Regions from separate parts of the Zea mays genome. Here regions 1 and 3 are each linked to region 2. Evidence: chromatin contacts called from public Hi-C data. All regions are on one chromosome and are shown on one strand. Each heading gives the region's core, a stretch centred on a gene start, on an enhancer-like site or on the middle of the called end of the contact. The rest is flanking DNA. Distances are from core to core; before and after follow the strand shown.

Region 1 (3,509 bases), core at 366-2,865, 530 kb after region 2:
GGTGCTGTATATCAGTATCTGATTGTCCAAGCTCTGTGCTGCCAGCCAATTTGAGTTGGGATGCAGTGCAATTGATGGCATTGAGTGCATGTGCGGCTCACTGATATACTTAATCACCACAGGGATGCCAAACTCCCACACACGAAGAGACTTGTCATCACTCGAGGTCACAAATCTCCTGTTGTTATCCACAAAAGTTATGGTGTTCACAGCCCCTAAATGCTGATCATACTCTTGTGTAATCTGCCCTGACTTCATATCCCATTGCACAATCTTTTTATCACTCATTCCGGCAAGGAGAATATGCTGCTTATCCTCATCAGGATTGAGCTTCACAACATATGGGACCTTCCCGGTTGAGAAGGTCGAGATCACCTGCCCTGTCTCAGTATCCCAGTACTGTATATTCCTGTCATACCCAGCACTCAAGAATTTAGTCCCATCATTAGAGAATGATATATCCCTTACGGCCTTTGAGTGCCCCATATAAGTCCGCATACATGTCCGTGACCCAAGCACATCCCAGATTTTAATCTTGCAATCCATACTTGCAGACAGCAGCAAATGTCCATACTTTGGAAAAAACCTGATGGCCGAGACCCCCTTGGTGTGGCCGACCCACTCGTGGACACACCTCTTTGGGATGTAGCAGTGGTCGTTGGTGGCCTTGGCGTCCTTGGGCGGCGTGATCCAGGAGCGTCCCTGGTAGTCCTTCTCCTCCTTGCCGTGGAAGGTGGTCTTGACCACAACCTCTGCCCTCTCGCTCTTTCCTTCGGCGCGAGCCTCCTTCTCGGCCTTCTTGGCAGCGTGCGCCTCCGCATACTGCCTCTGCTCGTCGGTGAGCTCCGCGGGAGGCGCTTCCTTCTTCCCAGCCCAGGGACTCTGCTTGTTGTGGAGGACCCATTCCTCGGAGGCGGGGTTCTTGGCCTCCGGAGGGGCGGGCTCCTCCTGGTTGTCCGCCTTGGCCAGGAGGCGGCGGCGCTTGTGCTCGGAGGGGGCGAGGTTGTAGACGGTGTCGGGCTCAGGCGCCTGGGGATGGGCGTCGCCGACGATGTGGAGGCCGGAGGGGTCGGCAGCGTAACCGAAGCGGTGGAAGGTGTTGTACTGCTCGTCGAATAGGAAGGGCAGGACCGCGGCGTCCTCGACGTGGCCGAGCTTGTGGTTGCGATTGCCTGAGGCGGAGGAGATTGGGGCGTGGGGGTGCTGGGGCCCTAGGATGGGCGCCCAGAGCTGGTCAGCGGTGGGGTTGAAGGCGACGAGGTGGAGCGAGGGGTCGAGCGGGCGGGCGGCGGACGCGGCGGAGGAGAGCGCGAGCGCGGTGTCGTCGACGGCGGGGGCGGCGGACTTGGACGGAAGGCGGAGCGGCGAGGACTCCGGCGAGGACGCGGCCGCCGAGTCCTCCGGGGACGAGGCGGCGTCCGGCGCGTAAGAGGACTGGAGGAGATCCATGGTGGGGATCTAGTGTTAGGGTTTTCTGTGGAAGCTGTGGGAGTTTGTATTTGGAATCGCTGATGAGTGATGACGATGACGCCGCCACAGCCACCGCGACTGCTCGCGAAGACGAGACGACAGCGAACGAGATGGGCCGCTCCAGGGTGAGATGGGCCGGTTTGTACCCGAAACCCAGTGAGCTTTTGCTCTATTAGGGCTAGTTTGGCAATTTTATTTTTTAAGGGGATTCTCATTTTTCCAAAGGAAAATGAACTAATTTCCCTTGAAAAAATGGAAATCTCTTGGAAAAATAGGGTTGCTGAAAGTCGTCTAGAGGGGGTGGATAGGAGAAACCTGAAAATTATAATTCTAAATACAAACTAAATCCCTTGATTAGTGGTTAGAACAAGATTCACAATTATCGAAGTATAAAACTAAGTCCTTTGCTTGCAACAAGTATTGTTCTCAAGGAGTGCGGAATTTAATCAATAGCAATACTACAAGAAATATTGGTTGAAAATAATGCAAGAGGGCTTAGATAAGAAGAGGAGAAACACAAGTTCTTTCTTGCAAGGAGGTGCTTCTCTAAATGAGAATTTAACATGAAGCAACACAAAATAATATTAGCAAAGATTAGTGCAAAAGAACTTAGAAAGGGAGAGAAACAAATAAATCACAAGCAATAAACACAAGAGACACGGGTGATTTGTTTTACCGAGGTTCGACCCTCGAAGGCCTGGTCCCCGTTGAGGAGTCCACTAAAGACGGGTCTCTTTCAACCCTTTCCCTCTCTCCACCGATCACTAAGACCGGCGAGCTCTTCTTCTTCTCAAGGATCACTTAAGATCCCGTAAGGATCACCACACTCTTAGGTGTCTCTTGCTAGCTTTACAAGCCTCCAAAACTTTGGAGGAAGTTTAATGGGAGTCAAAACTCCACGCACAAATGAATGCAAAATGTAGCACACACTTTTCTCAATGAATCTCATAAGGCACTAGCGCTAAACTCACACGAGTAGCTTTCTTTTGCTTGATCTCTCTTTTGTGGCACTTGTGTTGGTTGTAGTGGTCCAAATATTGTGTATAGGATGGATCAATGAATAGAGGTGGTTGGGAGGGCTTGGATATGTCAAATATATGACTTGGAATGTTGTTTGGGCTCCCACACCTTGAAGTGGTCGGTTGGGTTGGTATTTATAGCCACCAACCAAAATGTAGTCGTTGGAGAAGGCTGCTGGCGATGGGCACACCAGGCAGTCTGGTGCGCCACCGGACAATGTTTGGTGCGCCGCCACGTCACCCTATCGTTAGAGCTTGGAGCTGGTCGACACCGGACAGTCCGGTGTCACGCCGGACAGTCCGGTGCCTCTCTGACCTGCTGCTCTGACTTCTGCCTTGTTACTGTGTTGCACTGTTCATCCGTCAGAGTCGACCGTTGCGCGCAGATAGCTGTTGCTCCACTGGTACACCGGACAGTCTGGTGGTACACCGGACAGTCCGGTGAATTATAGGGAGCTGCGCCTGGGAAACCTGAAGCTGAGGAGTTTGATTTGATTCACCCTGGTGCACCGGACAGTCCGGTGTGCCAGGCCAGGCCACACTTCGGTTTCTTTTTGCTCCTTTCTTTTAAAGCCTAACTTGTTTTTTTTATTGGTTTGTGTTGAACCTTTTGGCACATGTAGAATGTATACTCTAGAACAAACTAGTTAGTCCAATTATTTGTGTTGGGCAATTCAACCACCAAAATCATTTAGGAAAAGGTTTGACCTTATTTCCCTTTCAATCTCCCCCTTTTTGGTGATTGATGCCAACACAAACCAAAGCAAATATATAATTGCAGAATTGAACTAGTTTGCATAAGGTAAGTGCAAAGGTTGCTTGGAGTTAAACCAATTTAAACATCTATAAGATATGCATGGATTGCTTTTTTCTTTTTAACATTTTGGACCACGCATGCACCGCTTGTTTTATTTTTGCAAATGTTTTTGGAAATTCTTTTTCAAAGTCTTTTTGCAAATAGTCAAAGGTATATGAATGAGATTTCGAGAAGCGTTTTTAAGATTTGAAATTTTCTCCCCC
Region 2 (3,616 bases), core at 551-3,050:
CCTTAGTCCAAGTCATTTTAGCATCATATGAACTAGAAACATAAACATTAGCAAACACATTAGTCCACAGGTTATGTTGATCATCAAACACCAAAACCTTTTGAGCCAAACGACCCAGGGTCCATTTTCCTTACAAATGACATACGAAACTCTAAGTTTCACTAATATATCTCTAAGTTTCATTGTAACTTGTCATGACCTTATTTGTTGATCTATGAGTCTACAATACAACTAAGTCTATAATGTGTCACTAACAAAACAACAAACCAATATTGCCAATCGAAATCTATAACGTTACTAACACTAAAACATACCAGATCATGTGTGCTGGATGATCGATGGCGCGGACGTAATATGCTAGTGCCATAAAGAATGTTGCTCGTGTCGAGCGAGGCGCCCACGGTGGTTGTGCCCCTACTCCCATCCATCGCACTAGCCCCATTTGCAGCTTCCGCAGCAACACTCTCTAAGCTTTCGTAGCATGCCGATTTCATCCATGATACTTGCAGTGTTGGATAGCCTCCTGTCTGAAAAAAGCAACATAGTACAAGGAGGTTTCTAAAACCTGCAAAAACGACAACAATAGAAGAACAACACGATGGCTGACATACACCTTTGCACCTATCAATAACTATATACTAACTATATACAACTACACAACAATCTTTAAGCTAAAATTTGAACTAAAACTACATCAACAATCTTTAAACTAAAACTACAACAACAATCTTTATTTTGACTAAAATTTGAACTAACGATATATAAAATTTGAAAACAACAACAACTACATACTCACCTATCACGCATTGGCGACGGGGCGGAGGGCCGACCAGTGGTAGTGGTCGGCGCTGCCGGAGGCGAGGAAGGTGCGCCGGCACGGGTGGTCGCGGGCGCTGGCGGTGGTGAGGCGGCGACGCACGTCGAGATGACGGCGTCAGAGGGGAAAGAGTGGCGGCAAAACGAAAAGAAATTGCAACGGGCGCGAGGAGGAGAAGCGGCCACGGGTTTATACAATCGAGCTCGCCACCAAGATATGTTGCGCCGAGCTCGGTGTCACGTCGGCGCCACGACGTCCGAGCTGTGGCAGCGCGACACGTGACTCGGCTAGGGGTGGGCATTTTTTATCGTAAACCGAAAACCGAACCGAGCCAAAATTTCGGTTTTTTGAAGTTCGGTTCGATTTCGGTTTTTACATCTGAGAATTTCGGTATTCGGTATCGTAATCGGTTTTTATCGTATACCGAACCGAAATACCAAAAAACCGAATACCAAACTTTATGAATTCAAAATTTTGACTATTTGATTATGTGAATTAAATGTGTAATGCAATCAAATTGTTATTCACTTATTTGTATGTGATGTATGATATGTTTTTAAATATTTATACCTATATAATTTTTACTTTTTAAAATTATGTGTAATGTGTTGTCATGTACCCTTATTGAGTATAAGTTTGGTGTTCGTTTTTTACCAAAACCGAAACCGAACTTATCGTTTTTTATTTTTTTAGAAAACCGATCGGTTTCTAATATTTAAAAAACCGAAGTTTTTGAAAACCGAAAAACCGAACCGAAGTTCCAAAAAAACCCGAATGCCCAGCCCTAGACTCGGCGCCATAGGATGTGGCGTCGAGCGGTGTTACCTTGACGCCATAGCTTGTGGAGCCGAGTAAATGGTCCAAAAATTAAATTAAGTCGTCTAAGTTTAAACGTGAAATTTCTCTGAAAAAAGGACCAAAATAAAAAAAATTTGGCCATATCAAGCACTTATGTGGACCGCAAAAAAAAAATTGTATTGACGTCAATTTGAACGAAGGGAAGACGAGGCTTTCCCAGGAGCCTTCTGCGGGCCCTCCGCGACTTCCTCACCTATCGGCTCCACCGGTCAATCCCAAAGCCACGAAAATTATAATCCAGTATATACTACAAAAAAGAGCAGCAGCCAAAATAATAAAAATAGAAACAAACTCGCCTTTTTTTCTCTCTCCTCCCACCCCGGCGCTCCCTCCCTCCCGCTCCTCCGCCGAGGTCTGTGATCTTCTGCCGCTCCTCCGATTGGATTCCTCCTCCTCCGGCGTTGCCCGGCCCCGCGCCACCGGGCTCCTCTCCTCTCCCGATCGGACCGGACCGCACCGCGCCGGGCGTGCCCTTTGGCGCTGCCGCCAAATGCCCGGCGCGCGCGGCGCTGCCGCCCCGCCCCCGCTGCCTCGCTGCGACACGGGTGCGGGGCGCGACGTAGGATTCTGACACCGGGGATCTTTGCGCGGTGGAGTTCTGGGCCCCTCCTCCGTGGACCGTGGCGGTGCCTCGATTAGCAAGCGGCGCGCGCCTGTCGCTCGACCGATCCTGCTCGCGCTTCCTCGGATTCCGATGCAATGCGCACCGCGGGCCGCGCGGCTCCTCTTCTGACCGATCTCGGAGGAGCTCTGAGGTATTGTCCCTGCCCACATTACTACGTCGTCTATCTTGCTGATCGCCTACAATACACAGTGGCGTGCCGTTTGTACTTTGGTACTGATTTATTTGGCCGCGTTACATAGTGTATATATGCTTGGGTTTTCAACTCAAGCATCAACGCTTTATTTCTCTGTTCTTTAGGTGCCAGCGTTATCGTTGTTTTATGCTTTTAAATTTAGCGAAGGACTTGCCATGTTGACACCGAACTACTTGCCCGGTTTTGGTCCAATATAGTTCATTATTATGTCAGATGGGGATAGGGCAGTGTATAAATGCATCACAGTTTTGAGATTGTCGACTAATTTTATCGTACTGTCATTCTATTGCAATATTTGTTGAGGAAATTCATGCTGCAAATGGAACACGGCCATTCTTTCTGGTGCGAGAATCCAAAGGAAAATTGTATGTTTGTTCAGGGTGCATTGAATTTTCCTGCTTCTTTTTGTTGGTTAGTTCGTTGTAACGAGTGCCTTTATCTCTTTCTAGATTTCTGTCGCATCAGATGAGGATGCAAGTATGAAGGTTTCTTTGAGGTGGTACAGTTTTAGCTGCCAATGGAGGACCCAAATAAAACGTTTTCTGACGTAGTTAAGCTTTTGACATCATGGCTGCCGCGACGCTCCAACCCAGATAATGTCTCCCGGGACTTCTGGATGCCCGATCACAGCTGTCGAGTTTGCTATGACTGTGATTCACAATTCACCATATTCAACCGCAGACATCATTGTCGTCGCTGTGGGCGAATTTTCTGTGGTAAGTGCACTGCAAACTCCATCCCAGTTTCAAGTGGCCCTGACAGAAATGTCGATGAGGGGGACAGGATACGTGTCTGCAACTTCTGCTTCAAGCAATGGGAGCAAGAAAGAGTCACTTCCCTCAAACCGGTGCTGCCGGTGCTCACCCCTTCCCTGTCTGAGACGAGTTTGTTCAGCACCAAGTCAGCTATCACCATCAATAGTGTTACCACAACGGCAGGCTCTTACTCTAATGGGAATTATCAGCATGTGAGCTGTGTTACCAGCACTAGTCCTCCAAAGTGTTGCCATGACAAGACCTCCCATAATATGCAAGACACTCATGCTCCTGAGAAATGTATGTCCACTGTTTCAAACAAAGATGACTCTTCAGTTCAGTTTGGCTACTACACAAACAGGTATTCT
Region 3 (3,725 bases), core at 128-2,627, 600 kb after region 2:
GAGTCAATAGAAATTACACAAAGTGTATCATAGAAGAAGTGTTTAAGAAATCTAGACTTTGTTAAATAAACTACCTTGTTGAAGACCTGATCCCTGTCGGAGTGGACAAGACCGCCGGCAAAGAAAGCACAGCCAAGAACCAGCAGCATATTTGACAGTATTGAGCCTAGTAGTGACTGCTGGACGACTCGAATCATCCCATTTTTCAGTGCGTATATTGATATAATCATTTCCGTTGCATTTCCAAATGTAGCATTCAGTAGCCCCCCAACTGCAATTAGAAGGAAAAGAAAAGGTTTTACATCTTTACTAAATAGTAAGTACTAAGCAGATGTTAATTAAAGCTAATATTTGTTTAGGAAATGTAGCACAGCATGGGAGCAAAGAACACACCTGTTGGGCCAGTGTAGCAAGCAAGTTGCCTGCAAACGATCGAGGAATTAGCATAAGTAGTAGTAGTAACTGGGAGCTAAAGTCACCATCTTGCTGACACTTACTCGGTCGCGTATCCCAGTCTCTCGGCCAACGGGGTAATGCCGATTAAGCTGAAAAGGAAAACCCATCCTTGCTGTGGAGCTCGCATTTGATGGAAGCAAACAGAGAAGGTGAAGTGTGGTCAGCTTATGTGCACGGCAACTAATGCAGCGGAACAAAGACGAGGTTGGCAGTAGTCAGTAGAGATTCAAACGCGGCCGCGCGAAAGTAGAGAGTGTACGTGCACTTGGTTGGCGAAAAAAAAAAGAGGAAAAAGAAAAAGATTGTGAAGATTTGGAAACGAAGTGCGTGGCCGGGGTTCTTACGTGCGTTCCGGAGAGATAGTGGAGCACGATGGCGAGCGGGCCGAAGGGGAGCAGCACGTTGATCTTGGCCTGGAAGATGACGAAGCGCGCGCTGGTGAGCGCTCTCCGCCACCTGCTCCCGGGCGCCAGCGACTCGGCCACGGCGGCGAGCGCGCCGATGTGCTCGAAGTCCAGCGAGTGCATCTTCCGTGGCGACGACGGCGACGCCGGCTCCTGCTCGTCGTCCGCCGCCTCGTGCACCTGGAACACCCCCGGCGCCGGCTTCTCCGCCACCATCATCTGCGTGCGAGGCCGCGGCCAGGACCAACGCAGAGGCGGCCGGCTGGGCGGGCTCCCTCCGTAGGTAGAGTGGAGCACGCGAGCGCTAGGGATCAGGGCGGGTTCGATGAGGACCGCCGGACAGCGCGCTTGGGTCGGGGTTCGGAGGGATTCGGACGCTGCGGTGCCGAAGTGGTGGTCGAGTGAGAAATGCGCGAGGAGAGGAGACGCCGATGCGCCGGGCACGGGCACGGGCACGGGCACGGCACGAGCACGAAGGTGCCTGGGTGCTTCGGGGCGGGCCCTGATCTTGCTGGGCCCACGTATCGCGCCGCTCTTCGTTCGTGGGCAGAAGGTGGCCCACTGGCCAGCACGGGGGGTTCTGCTTCCGTATGTGCGCGGGACCCAAGTATCTCGATGACGTGGCGAGGGGGAGGGGCCTGTGGTTGTGTAGCGGTTTCAGTCCAGATGGTGAGGACTGAGAAGTGAAAATGATCCATGACTCAGGTCGAACAGAGCCATTACTGTAGTTCAGCTATCTATAAGCTGGGAGGGGGTCAGGTCATCACATGGGGGTGTAGGGTGTCACACTACTGCACATGATTGGCGATGCCCTCTGCTGTGGGAGAGTATCTCTGATGATGGTGACTGACGGACTGACTGACTGACTGACTGACTGACTGACAATGATATAACTATTAAGGTAGTATACGAGTCCTTGGCAACGATAACAGTCAAGGATTAGATCCAAGCAAAGCACATCCCGAGAGATGGATAGATCCAGGGCCAATGCTCTCAAGTGCTGCATGCATTTCACCGTACGGTACCAACAGCTCGCAAGTGGTTACTGATGCATATGGCCTCTCATCAACTTGTATACTCCATATGTTAGCTCAGGAGCAAGTTGTACGGCTCCAAAAGGCAGAGCAGCAGGGTGACTTGTTTTTGCTTTTCTAATATATAACCTTGTTTAGAAAAAAAGGAAAGATAAATCTAGCGGGAAAAAAACTTCTATAAGGGCTAGTTTAGGAACCCAATTTTTCCAAGGGATTTCTATTTTCTCTTGGTAAAATGTGGTTTCCAAACTAGCACTAAATATCTAAATGCCTTATTCAAACGACAAATCCTGGGATTGCTCACTCTGAGAAAGACAGAGATCCCAAATAAATTAGAGTTTTCAAACTAGCGTATACCTAAACATAATTTTTATATCTCTACTACTACTTAAGTGTCTAATGTAGGCGTCCACAGGCGGATGGTGCACTGTTCTGCCATCCCGCCCGCACGCATCCGCTTTCTGCCTTTCTGCCCCCGCCTGCCATCGCCAGCGTGCTCCCGCCTTCCCAGGAAACCCTTCCATCCATGGCGCCTTCCCAGGGATCTCCGCGGTCAATTTTTACGGAGAAATCGCGCCTCCCCAGGGTGCCCTTCCATCCATGGCGTCGTTGCTGCAAGTGCCCCCGCAATCAACTCTATTGCCCCCGCGATCCCGCCTTCCCAGGGTGCCCTTCCATCCATGGTGCCTCCCCAGGGATCTCCGCGGTCAATTTTTACGGAGAAAACGCCGCTTCACCTCGCCGCCTCCCCCACCGCGCGTCCGCAAGAGCCAAGAGTGGGCGTCCAGATTCCTACACCATGCCCTCGCTCGCGCAAACCTCGCTCTCCGAGCTCGAACAGGCATCATTCTTCCCCGCCTCCACGATTCTCGCCTCCGTGGTCCTAACCCCCACTCCTCACCCTTCCATCGGCGCCCGTCCAGGTACGTCTCTTCCCCGCACTCCTCGCCCTTCCATCGGTGCTTCCAGGTACGCCACCGTCCATGCCCTGCGATCCTCGCTGGGCCCACCTTTCTCCACGCATGCGCATGCTCCTGCCACCCCAATCCTCGCCTCTGCGCCGCCACCCCCCACGTCGCCCCCGTCCTTGGTGGCTCGACGACTTCACAGAGCATAAATCTCATCGCCGACGCTTCTTGGCGTGTTCCTCGGCTCTCCTGGGCTTCCTTCACCCCTCTCATCGCCTCTACCACACACGACACACGCGCTCGATGAGCCCTAGCCCCAGTTCACGGCCGCCAGGGATGACCCTACACCCCCCGTGGCGTCGTTCCCGCCGGCCACCCGTGACCTCATCCTGCTCCCCATTCTCGATCTACTCTATTTCTACAGCTCTCGACTTCTCGTTGCTTGGATTCGTTGCCCCAATCCCCATTCTCAATCTACTCCATTTTTGTAGCTCTTGACTAATCGTTGCTTGAATTCGTTGTCCCTACTTCAGCCATTCCCATTCTCGATCTACTCTATTTCTGCAACTCTTGACTTCTCGTTGCTTGATTTTCTTTGTTCCCCGCTTCCATGTGCTGACTAGGGTTTTTTCATGCTTACTGCCAATTGAGTGGTAGGTTGCAACACAGAAACCGACAGGCACACATGCACGCCAGCCATGGCACATGGTGGCGGATGCGAGTGCTACTCGCCAATAGATCTAATGTGCCAGTCACTGTGTTGGTAATCTATGTTTCCTTTCTGGTTTAGGTGGAGCAAGGAGGAGCAATCATCAGCGCTCTCCACAACCACGGATTTGATGGCCCAACGGCTACATCAACTCTCAGTTTTCCTTATATGTCATATATAAAGTATGGACTGTTTTTTCTTCCACCCGCTGCAG

What was found. A called contact is a pair of places that touch in the nucleus more often than the background predicts.
Region 1: a Hi-C map of ear shows a contact between it and region 2, with 2.8 times the contacts expected there. The contact joins the promoter of LOC103636014 here to the promoter of LOC103636073 in region 2. A contact is called at or near these places in 6 of 25 Hi-C or Micro-C datasets (bundle sheath, ear, leaf and 3 more).
Region 3: a Hi-C map of leaf mesophyll shows a contact between it and region 2, with 3 times the contacts expected there. The contact joins the promoter of LOC103636002 here to the promoter of LOC103636073 in region 2. A contact is called at or near these places in 4 of 25 Hi-C or Micro-C datasets (endosperm, leaf, leaf mesophyll and 1 more).

Annotation. Positions count from the first base shown.
Region 1 is chr1:69,558,176-69,561,684 of Zm-B73-REFERENCE-NAM-5.0, reverse strand. It overlaps LOC103636014 (pre-mRNA-processing factor 17), which reads right to left and starts at 1,615. Exons shown (of 2, transcript XM_008658381.3): 1 at 1-1,615. The coding sequence starts at 1,449.
Region 2 is chr1:70,091,934-70,095,549 of Zm-B73-REFERENCE-NAM-5.0, reverse strand. LOC103636073 (1-phosphatidylinositol-3-phosphate 5-kinase FAB1B) reads left to right here and starts at 1,800. Exons shown (of 12, transcript XM_008658432.3): 1 at 1,800-2,430; 2 at 2,943-3,609. The coding sequence starts at 3,011.
Region 3 is chr1:69,489,238-69,492,962 of Zm-B73-REFERENCE-NAM-5.0, reverse strand. LOC103636002 (vacuolar cation/proton exchanger 2) reads right to left here and starts at 1,377. Exons shown (of 11, transcript XM_008658374.3): 1 at 801-1,377; 2 at 498-568; 3 at 394-422; 4 at 75-271. The coding sequence starts at 1,079.